4 separate regions of the Zea mays genome follow, and regions 2, 3 and 4 are each linked to region 1. A link is a contact called in public Hi-C data. All regions are on one chromosome and are shown on one strand. The core of a region is the stretch at or near the end of the contact, and the rest is flanking DNA. Distances in the headings are between cores, read along the strand shown. Region 1 holds the start of LOC100274922. Region 2 holds the start of LOC100282269 (kelch motif family protein). Region 3 holds the start of LOC103631773 (50S ribosomal protein L18, chloroplastic-like). Region 4 holds the start of LOC541615 (sucrose transporter 1).

The links. A called contact is a pair of places that touch in the nucleus more often than the background predicts.
Region 2: a contact with region 1 is called in a Hi-C map of bundle sheath, with 1.8 times the contacts expected there. The contact joins the promoter of LOC100282269 here to the promoter of LOC100274922 in region 1. A contact is called at or near these places in 2 of 25 Hi-C or Micro-C datasets (bundle sheath and leaf).
Region 3: a contact with region 1 is called in a Hi-C map of leaf mesophyll, with 3 times the contacts expected there. The contact joins the promoter of LOC103631773 here to the promoter of LOC100274922 in region 1. A contact is called at or near these places in 3 of 25 Hi-C or Micro-C datasets (bundle sheath, leaf and leaf mesophyll).
Region 4: a Hi-C map of bundle sheath shows a contact between it and region 1, with 3 times the contacts expected there. The contact joins the promoter of LOC541615 here to the promoter of LOC100274922 in region 1. A contact is called at or near these places in 8 of 25 Hi-C or Micro-C datasets (bundle sheath, ear, endosperm and 3 more).

What each region holds. Positions count from the first base shown.
Region 1 is chr1:15,071,470-15,074,218 of Zm-B73-REFERENCE-NAM-5.0, forward strand. LOC100274922 reads right to left here and starts at 1,318. Exons shown (of 3, transcript NM_001149170.2): 1 at 1,025-1,318; 2 at 605-874. The coding sequence starts at 1,042.
Region 2 is chr1:15,294,156-15,296,904 of Zm-B73-REFERENCE-NAM-5.0, forward strand. It overlaps LOC100282269 (kelch motif family protein), which reads left to right and starts at 1,321. Exons shown (of 3, transcript NM_001412099.1): 1 at 1,321-1,824; 2 at 1,942-2,005; 3 at 2,111-2,749. The coding sequence starts at 2,227.
Region 3 is chr1:14,907,463-14,910,211 of Zm-B73-REFERENCE-NAM-5.0, forward strand. LOC103631773 (50S ribosomal protein L18, chloroplastic-like) reads right to left here and starts at 1,337. Exons shown (of 4, transcript XM_008653247.4): 1 at 854-1,337; 2 at 662-765; 3 at 405-557; 4 at 1-308. The coding sequence starts at 980. The coding sequence ends at 156. LOC103631772 (conserved oligomeric Golgi complex subunit 4) reads left to right here and starts at 1,231. Exons shown (of 2, transcript XM_008653243.3): 1 at 1,231-2,749. The coding sequence starts at 1,485.
Region 4 is chr1:15,200,448-15,203,196 of Zm-B73-REFERENCE-NAM-5.0, forward strand. LOC541615 (sucrose transporter 1) reads right to left here and starts at 1,367. Exons shown (of 13, transcript NM_001305791.2): 1 at 1,245-1,367; 2 at 914-1,162. The coding sequence starts at 1,099.

The sequences.
Region 1 (2,749 bases), core at 68-2,567:
TATTATAATCTACAGCATATGCAGTAAACCCGTGGTTCTCCATGATCTTCTTATTCTGTCCTCAAGATTATGGAACGAAATGTTATCCCTGTAGGGGAACATTTGGTTAAGACATCAATTAGCTAGTATTACCAGTTCGAAGCTCTGCCACATGTAGATGCGAGTTGCTGTACTCTTCCAACATTGACATGTTGGGGGGAACTATTATGACATTTCAGAAATCTGCCGCGGCAGGATATCGAGCTCCTACAGACTGCAGCGATGCTGCCTATTGAAGTGGTGAGGTGACTTTACTACGTATTTCGTAATTCCAAAAGAACTGCTTTCGCCAGCTGCAGCTTTTTAGTCCACTGTCAGCGTTGCTAATCTGGCTCGTCCGGAGACTAGTTTAGTTTAATTCATTCATTTTGTACCTAGCTTGTACTCCAGTCATTCACAAATAGCAAGGTCAATCCTCGACACTAGCTAATTACTACCCGCGCTTATAAATTCCAGTTAAAACTAGACGAATCGAAATCCAGTTAAAAAAAGGGAAAGAAAAGATGCCTCAGGTTGGTTTAATGATGCTGGGACGGGGAACGGGGCACGAAACGAAAAAGTTTACCGTTGGGGAGTGGTCGTCGGCGGGGCCGGGGCGGGGGCGGCCGAGCTTGGGCGGGGCGATACTGGGCTGCGGCTTCTGGGCGTGGGCGAGGAGGTCGTCGTCGCCGCCGAGGCTGGCGCGGGAGAGCTCCTTCTTGTTCTGCTTGCGCATCTCGCGGATCTTGGAGAAGTCCATGGAGTAGTCCGGCAGCGCGCCGTTCTTCGTGTCCCAGTCCCCGAACGCCGGCACCGTCATCCAGGCGTTGGCGCCCGCCGCGTCGTGGCCCCGCTGCTGCATGCGCGCACCGACCGCCGCGTGTGAGACGCGCCTCGCGGCAGGAACAGGAACCCGGTGCCTAGCTAGCCGAGCGAGCTGAGCTCCTCGGGAAAGGAATCAAGAGAGAGAGGGTCCAGGGAGGCAGAGATCACTAGGTTTACTTACCTCCTTTAGGTTCTCCATGGACGGATGATTGATCCCTGCCTGGTGCCTGCTGTCTCTCTCGTGTTCTTCTTGCCTTGCTGGGTCTCGAGCGTGTCGTCTCGGCTCTCTGATGAAGGTGTGGTGAAGCAAATTCCGCAATCACGGAACAGAACAACAGTGTTGGACTTGTCTTCTTCGGTAGGCACGGGCAGCAGCAGCTACCGCCGCACACGGTGTGTGTGGACTGTGGAGACGAGAGGAGAGAAGGACCACGTCGACCAGCACACCGAAGTGGAAAGAAAATCCAGCTGGTTTCGAGCCACCAGTGGGTGCCCACTGCAGCTTTATAATCTTCCTGCAAAGCTCTCTCTTCGATCCGTTGCGCTGACTGCCCGTTGCATACCACGCCAACACCACGCGTCCGCGGCGCGGAGGGCGGAGGCGGGCGGCCACAGCTGGTGACTGCTGTGCTGTGTGGTGTGGTGGAGTGGAGCCGTGGAGCTAGCATTGAGGATTGCCTGCCAATCTGGGCCCACAGACCCGTGACTTCACCCGGTCCGTGCTGTGGCCATGGCTTCACACGGCTTTTGCCTCCTCTACTACTACTACGCGAATACCTTTCAGGGAGGACAGGATGGTGACTAGTCGGCAGGGAGGAAAAATAATCCGCGACTCCGTGTGGCCAGCTCGGCCGTGCCCCCGAAAAGGAGAAGCACAAGCACAATTCGGTGCCCGGCCTAAACGTCCTTGCCATTGCCAAAATCGGATGCGACTGGCAAGTGGCAACAAGCTCGCTCATCCTCTTCACTTTGCAGGCGACCTGTCCACCTTCCCGTGAATCATGTCATGTAGGGCGAGAGACGAAGAAGTGACCATGGCGACGCTGACGTACGCAGGGGTTCCAGAGGTTCAGACGGCTGCCGAAGTTCTCAGAGCCTCCAATCCGGCCAGCGTGTTGTTGCCGCCAATAACTACCGGCGTTCCCATCATATCATGATACAGTATATGCGTTCATTCACTCATGAACTCCTTCGTGACAGCGTTATTAGCGGCTGGACGCGTTGGCGAAGGTTCTCGTCGTATTAACTTCCCGGATATGCATACGGGGTATGTGTGGGCGTGTTCGGCTGGCTACAAGCCGACACTGTTGCAGCTGTTTGGATTACTGCAGCTGCAATCCATAGAGAGAAAAATACTGTAGAAGCCGCAGCCGCAGCCGGATTGCAGCCGCAGCAAGTCGCAGCGAACAAGCTGTGTATTTTGAAGCTAGTCAGGCGTGCAAGAGGGGTGGACACAGGTGACTAGATGTAGTGCCGAACGCATGACAAAATTATAGATGGAGCGACACCACAAAGGATAAATCACTAGACCAGTTAAAAAATAGCTTCGTGACAATAATATGAAGGTAAGGTAATACTAGGAATAGGAATATTCCAAGATGATATGAATACCTAAAAACCTTTTAAGTTGTCCTAGCAGGAGAGCCGGAGAAGGGAAAGGGGCAAACCAGCGAGGGGGATAGGACGGAGTGGTCACATACTCACATCGACATGTCGTTATGGCGAGTTAACGAGTTCGCGCGAGATGGTGATGATGAGGCGGCATCAGAGGGTAGCGAGGGTAGGTGGCGGCAAGTGACAACCATTACCGTATTGGATGACGTGGTAGGATCCTAGTGAGATAGCAAGGGCAGATGACGCCATGGTGCCAAGGCAGGATTCTACCGACAGCTTGCCCGAGCGTCGG
Region 2 (2,749 bases), core at 71-2,570, 220 kb after region 1:
CCACGTATTCGGTGTGGAACATGTACTATGCTCCTGCAGCACCACCACATTGTTTCAGGAGACGCCTAATGCAACGCGAAAGAAGGTTGCATCCGCAGCCTGGCTCACACACACAATCGTGTCACTGAAAAAACAAATTCATCTTGAGCAGCATGCGCATGCAAGTAGAATAAGAAGAGAAAAATACCAGCAACCGAACCGATACAGATAAAAGATAAAGCATAGTAATTAAGGGCACTTTTTTTTACATCCGTATCCGTGCTCAGTTGCAGATGTGTACAGTGATTAAGGACACTTTTTTTCCGTATGGAGGCCACGATAGGGGCGACTGGGCGTTGTATGTACGTACATACGTACGTACTGGCGTAGTATGCAAAAGAGAACGATTACTTGACCTAGAAACTAGAAAAGAGAAGCCATTGAAGATTCTTTGCAGGGCCACTCCATTATGTCTTCACGCTCATAATCAATGCACTGATTATCTGTACACATTTTAAATCGGAATAGTGGTTGAATTGACTTTAAGCCGGTGGTTGTACGTGTATATATATACACTCCCCTCCATCTATAGCCTGCAACGATGACGAATAACGAAGACAACGACCGGCAAATAGGAAGCATTTGTTTATATTTGTGGCAGCGTCGTGGCAGAATACTGTACTCTAGTTCACATAAAAAAAAGGTTCTACGGCTGGCAATCAGCATCCGATCGATGAAAAGAAATTGAAAGGATACGTGGCATGTGTTTGTTTGTTAACTTGCATTGCTAATACCTGAACAAGTTATATATATAACCGGCCGGTCGTCAACCACCTTTTCAGTCCGATTTTGTGTCGAGGGTAGGGAGTAAAACTGGGACAACCTCATGTCATGAGCGAAAAATTAAATCTAGATCTTAAAATTCATTGCAGCATGAATCTGAAATCCATCGTGAGAGGCAGGGCAGTGGCGGGGCACGGACTCTGACGGATGAGGGAGAGGACGCGATCGGTCGAGGGAGGATCCATGGAGAGAGAGAGAGAGAGAGGGAAGAGATTCATAGAGTTGGTGAAGTATCATTTGAAGAGTTTTAATCTGATCATTATTATATTCATCAATTTGATGAATCTAGATTTCATGGAGTTATTCTATTTGACCATTTTTTTTAAATAAAGGTCGGCTGTTTTTGGTGAACGTAAGTAAAGTCGATGGGGGCTGTACAGTGCGAGAGCGCAGCAGAAGATGCGAAGGGCAGAGTAATCCACGTCAGCCTCAGGTGAGCTGGGACGGTGGCCGCTCCTGCCCTTTTCTATTTCTGAGCCCTGCGCGGCTTCCAATTCCGACGAGCCAAAACAGACGGACGCACACAAAAGCGAAAGGGAGGAGAGAGAGGGGCAGGGCAGAGCAGGAGAGAGAAATTCGATAGGGTTCCCATGCCCCTTCCCCACCGGCCACCACTTGCCAAGCGAAAGCGGGAGTGAAGGAGGGGAGAGTCCCATTTCCCCAAGCCCTACACGAGAGAAAGAGAGAGAGGGGGGAGCAGAGGAGCACGCTACGAGAGAGGGAGGTCGAGGGAGACAGCAGAGGCTGCAGCAGAGGCCAGAAGCATTAGAAGCGGCAGTTGTAACCAAGTGGCATCAGAAGATAGAGCCAGCCATCCGTCTATCCATCTATCTAGCTCTACAGGTATAAATCCTCGCGCATCGGTAGGGGGCGAGGGGAGGACCGGGAACCGGAGGGGATTTCTCGGGGGTGGAGTGGCGGCCAGGACCTCTGATTGGGCTCCAGTGCGCGATCTTTGAACGCAGATTTGGTGCCCGCAATCTGCCATGGATTTGGTTTAAGGTGACCTCCTTTTCCTTATTTTGGCGTCTTGCTTGGCTGGCCCGGATTCCTGTCATCCGACTTATCGCCGAGCTGAGAAAGAGATTTTGTTTTTTTTTTTTGTTTTCTTCTTCACAGATTTGGTGAGATCGGTCGGGTTCGCGCTGCAAGATTAGATTTTTGTGCCTGTTTTATTCACGAGGTTCGTGCTCCCCAGATCTCACGTCTTCACCTGTTCTTGATCCCTTTGTTCCCGTTGATATCATCCCCGCTTATTTTTTTTTCTATTCGATTATGTCGCCTGCAGATCGCAACAACGATATTGCTAAGCAAGATAAGATTTCAACTTTTTTTCCCCTGGATCGATCTCAGATTAGGAGGAGCAAATAAAGCAAGAATAGAAAGATTTTTGGGGGAGAAGGCATGATGCTGGAAGGGAAGTCCTACCTTGTGTCACGCTCCGTGCCGAGCTCCTGCGAGCCGGAGGCGGAGTGGGAGTACCTCGCCCACGCGGTCCTCAGCGGCAAGCGCCCGGCGCCGGAAGATGACGTCGAGGTCGAAGACCCGGACGAAACTGGCAGCGGCGGCAAGCGCAGCAAGCCGCCATCTCCGCAGCCGCACACGCCGGACATCTGCGAGGGCCACGGCTCCAACCGCCACGCAACCGGTTCCGGAGAGCAGCGGATCACCGGGAGCAACCCCATGACTTCGATCGGTCGTGACCTGACCCTCAATTGCCTCCTCCGGCTATCTCGGTCCGACTACGGCTCGGTGGCCTCCCTCAGCCGGGACTTCCGCTCCATGGTCCGCAGCGGGGAGATCTACCGGCTGCGGCGCCAGAACGGGGTGGCCGAGCATTGGGTCTACTTCTCCTGCAACGTTCTCGAATGGGATGCCTACGACCCATACCGGGAGCGGTGGATCCAAGTGCCCAAGATGCCGCCTG
Region 3 (2,749 bases), core at 87-2,586, 160 kb before region 1:
GTGAAATATGAACTGCCTGTTGATCAAGGACTGATGGATCATACAGAATACAGAATACAGAATCCGCATGGAATGTGACCAACTTCCCTGTCTCCTGAGAACTGTCAATGCAAGCCCTGGTGCCTCCTTTCTGGGGGCGACACTACAGTTGCAGCCTATCTTGGCAGGAACCCGTGCTGTGAGACCGGAACCTCGAACGCCATCATCTTGTCGCCTCGAGCAAAGCCGTTGCGGTCGTAGGAGACCTCGGAGATGCCCAACTCGTTGCACACCCTGACGAGCTCCTCCCCGACCTTCCGGGCAGCCTCCTGTGCAGGGCGAGCCGGCGAGGCGAACTCAAGCTCAAGAGTCCCGCCGGAATACAAACCAAATTCCAGATGGAGAAGACGACGGCGGCGGCTTACCACGGTGCCACAGGGCGGGTCGCCGCAGATGGACTTCTGCAGCGTGCTGCCATAGAAGAGGATCTTCTTGTTGTGGTCGTCGGCGAGCACAGCGTAGAGCTGCCGGTTGGAGCAGAACACCGAGAGTCTGGGCTTCGTCGCCGTGCCGTTGAACTGCATACAGCGAGAGTCGGCGGAACGGCGGTTTGGTTACACCGGCTGCCTGGTAGCTGGCCTTATCCTGAAATTTGAGAACCAGGTGGAGCACCGGAACGTACCTTCTTCTGCAGCCGACGGTTCCTGACCTTGGCGCTCTCAGTTCGCGCGCCTCGCCTCGCCGTCGCCTCGATCCTGGGGTACTCGCGCCGGGGCGCGCCGGGGCCTGCACGCGTCAGACAGAGATAAGAGCGCGCGTGGGCGTCGCCGAGCTAGCGAGCGCGGAACAGCGTGTATGCGGTGGCTCTGCTCACCTGGATGTGGCGGAAGCGAGAAGTCGAGGATAAACCTGGAGCCTGTCAGCGAGGTCGGAGGGTGGCGGACCGGGAGCGCGGGGCGCGGCGATAACGGCTGGGCTAGCGCGGCGCGTAGCAGCGCCATAGCCAGTGCGCCAATTCGTCGAACAGGTTCCGCGCGCGCAGTTCTGGCCTTCGTTGGGTTGGCAGTTGGCTTCAGTTTACCATTCCGTTTTACCCCACCACCACCAGGGGAAAAAAATTTGTTGCAGCCCGGTTACAAACCAGGCTGTTTGCAGCCCCTAACAAAAAAGAGGATAGACCTCACCTGCAAGTCTACTAGATAACGTTTTAGTTGTGTTATTGGCCTACAGGTGGGGCCTATCCTCATTTTTGTGAGGGGCTGCAAACAGCCTAGTTTGCAGCCGGGCTGCAGCAAATTTTTTTCCCCACCAGGCACCAGCCGCAGCGCCCGCACACTCCGCACCGCACCGTCGCCCTTGCCCTGAAAAAAAGAAGAGAGAGAGAAGCACTCCGAGATCTGGTCTTCTCGGTGTCCAACGGTCCACAGCCCAACCCTCTCGAGTCTCGTCTTCTCCCCCGGACTCCGAGATCTTGCCGATCTGCACCGACGCCGCGGTCCGCGGCCATGGCGGTGCCCTCTCCCGCCCCGCGGTCCCCGCGCCGACCGGATGCCATTGTGGCCCCGGACCCCTCGTCCGCTGACGTGCCACCATCCCTCGACTTCGGCGACCCGGCCTCCCTCGCCGCGCTCCGAGTCCTCACCGACGCGGGTGCCGCCACCCGCCTCCTCCACGAGTGCGTGGCCTACCAGCGCGGGCTCGACGCCCGTCTCGACGCTCTCCTCGCCCGCCGTGCTGACCTCGACCGCGCCGCTGCTTCGCTCCTCCGCTCTGCCCCGCCTCTGCTCTCGCTCGCGGCTTCCGACGCCGCCGCGCTTAAGGAATCCTCCTCCACCACCGCGGCGCTCGCCGACGCGCTCTCGTCCCGCGTCCGCCATCTCGACGCGGCGCACTCCAGGGCGGACGCTGCGCTGGCACGTGCCGAGGCCGCGCTCGATCGTTCTCGCGCGCTCGAAGCCGCGCGGCGGGCCTTGGCCGCCGACGACCTCGCCGCCGCCGCCACCGCCGTGCACGAATTCCTCGCTATCGACGCTCGGTTCCCCACCGACGACGATCTCCGCCGCGATCTGCTTGACATGAAACGTCGCCTCGAGGGGCTCGCGCGTCGGAGGCTAGCGGCGGTCGTTGATGCACAGGACCATCCTGCTGTGCTTCGCCTCGTCCGCCTATTCCCACTGCTCGGACTCGCTGATGAAGGACTCCAGGTCTACGTCGCCTACCTGAAGAAGGTTGTCGCTCTGCGTGCCCGCGCAGACTTTGAGCACCTCGCGGAGCTGACCTCCGCGACCCAGCCGACCTCTGAGCGGCCGGATTTTGTTGGCTGCCTCACCCGTCTCTTTAAGGACATTGTGCTCGCTGTTGAGGAGAATGATGCTGTGCTTCGTGAGCTCAGGGGAGACGATGGTGTTGCTTATGCCATCATTGAGCTGCAGGAGGAGTGTGATTCGCGGGGCACCCAGATACTACGCCGTTATGCTGATTACAGGAAGCTTGCACGACTTGCATCGGATATAAACTCCTATACAAAGAACCTCCTTTCGGTCATGGGTTCCATGGCCAGTGCTGCTGGAGGTAGTGAAGGGCCTGATCCCAGGGAAATTGAGCTTTATCTTGAGGAGATTCTTGCGTTGACCCAGCTTGGTGAGGACTACACTGAATTTATGGTGAACAAGATCCGTGGATTGAGAGATGTCAAGCCTGAGCTTGGGCCGCGGGCGATGAAGGCCTTCCGTAATGGTAACTTCTATAAAACGGAGCAGGATCTGACTGG
Region 4 (2,749 bases), core at 117-2,616, 130 kb after region 1:
GCTTCTTCGGTCATGCATATGCTAGGGCCTAGGGACCCAAGACTGGCACATACGAGGTGGCAGATGAAAGTACAGTAGTGTATTAATACTGGCAGGTGGTCACAACAATACCAGTGCCTACTGTACGTCACACACACACCACGTCTGCCGTGCACATAGAAACGTTTCTGAAAGGTTTGACTTTTGTATGTGCATGCAATGAAAAGAAGGAAGAGAGAAGAAGCTGTGTTCTTCCCAGCTTATTTCGGCAGTAATTAGCCGGTCCGGAGGAAAAGTAGGCACAACATATATATTTGGGTGGCGGAGCAGGAAGTAAGGGACGAAGCAGGATTTCCAGTTTAATTATTTCGATCGTGAAGCACTGCTCCAGTTCATACGGAGTATATAATTCATCTAAACAAAACCACCCACATACATCAAGTAGAAACGACCAAGTGTATACGTAGCTATCAGCTGCAAGTTTTTTTGGCCACACATGTGTACGTGCAGATATATATATGCTGATTCTCAGTGTGTACTACGTGCTTACTCTACTTTTTTTTCTCTCGTGGGTTTGACGAGACAAAGACAGGATCAAACGTCCATTACGTCGTTACTGGTCATCGAAAAGATGCTCTCTGCCTTTTTCAAATTCAAACTACTACTCATTAAATGTGTGTATATGGCACCTGCTTATTATTAGCTTTTGTAAAATAGCGGTTGAATATAGAACATCATGCATGATCGGCGGTAGTATCGTTTATTTGCAAGCAAGACACGTACGGCGCTCGCCGTGCATGCCGCCCCGCCGCATGTACACGCACGTATAGTATACGTGCACACGCGCGGAGGCGCGATCTCGCGTCGCGTGTCGGTGGTGACGATGAAGGGTATGTAGCTAGGCAGTACGACGTCTATATGTGTGTGTGTATACCTGCACGTAGGGCGTGAGGAGGGAGAGCTGCAGCGCCCAGCCGTACTGCACGCCGCCGGCGACCATGCCGGCGAGGATGAGCCTGCCGAGGCTGATCGGCGCCACGTGGTCCGCCGCCGCCGCCGCCGCGCCGCCGGTGCCGCGGACCCCCACGGACAGCTCCAGCTCGCCGTCGCCGCGAGCCATGGCGGGCGAGCACACGTACGTACCAGACCGGTCGTACGTCGATCAGGCGCGCGGCCGCGATAGCTGAGAGAGATTATATGTATGTGATCGAAATCGAAGGGGATGATTAACCAGCACGGGGGGGGGGGGGGGGGGAGCAACGAACAAGAGAGCTTTGGGAGGCGCAGGAGGGTTCTCGGGAGATAGACGAAAATGGAAAGCGCTGTGGGGGAGGAGGAGCGAGGTGCGCTGCCTGAGAGCGCGGGTAGTGAGGAGACGTGAGGTGTGGTGTGGGTGTGGGTGTTTGGAGCGGGGGAGATGGTGTGGCATTTAAAGGCCGTGGCGCGCGACGACCCCGGCCGGCCCAGCCCGGCCCGCGGCCTGGCGTGCGCGGACCACGCTAGCTGCTATGCGATGCGAGCCTAGCCTGCCCGCGGATGCGGCCACTCGTCCCGCCATCCTACCAGCACTCACTCCCCCAGGGCGCAATTATTAATTACTGCTATGCTAGGCCCACGGCACAGCCCACAGGGTGCTGCAGCCTGCAGGAGTGCCTGCCTGCCTTATCCATCTGCAGCCGCTGCCTCCAGATCGTCCGGTCTAGCTTCGCCAGGCTGCGAATCCTCTATCACCCCCCGGGTGCACCTAGCGATTCCACTCCAGTTTCGGCCATGCACAGGCGCCGCCCGGATCGCCTGTGGCTGCGCTTCTTGGCTGGCCTGGCTGATCTGTTCGTGTCGTCAGTCGTATCGTCACTAGAGAACACGCACAACCTAGCGGTACTACGAATGGTCCACTGCGTCTGCATCTGCGTGCGTTCGTCCAAGCAGAGAGTGACGTGCTGGGGATGGATGGAGAGTCCCACAAACACGTACGCCGCACAAGCCGCAACCATGTCGCTCGATGGTACCTACCTTCATCGTAATACACGTGAGCCTTTGTGCGGATGGCCGTTTTTCTTCTTCTCAATTCTCCAACTAGGGATGGATCCATAGGATATGCCGGATAGAGCGACCATGGTATACCATATATGTAGTGCAGGTGCAGGACCAACACATATTAAACACTGAAGTTTTAAACTATATGGAAAACATTTACAGCTTCAAGCACCAGAGAGAATGTGATTAGGTGGTCTGTAGCTTTTGGGCTCATATCTTGGAGATTGGCTGGTTTGATCCCTTTGTGGTGCGATATATTTTATTTTTTATTCTCTTATGTATTACTCCCTCCGTCTCACAAAGGATGTCGTTTGACTTTCTTGAGGCCAACTTTGATCAATTTGTTTTATTCAAAATATTTGTGAAAATATAGAAAACTTTAGTTTATTGTTAAAGTAAATGGTATGATAAACTAAACCGTAATGAAAATAAATGATAATTATGAATTTTTTTGAATAAAATGAGCTGGTCAAACATGATCTCAGAAAAGTCAAACGACATTTTTTTAGAGACAGAGGGAGTATTATATACTACGGATCAAATTCTCTATATATTCACTATAATGATGTATTTAATTTTTTTATGTTCTCCATTTTCTACTAATATTTTCAATTTATTTAAAACAGCTTTAAGACCCTCTTTATATTTTCTTGTATTGATAGCAATAGAGATTTTAATTAAACAAATCTTCAATAGCTTCTCCGATCAGAATGACAAATATTGCCAAAATGAC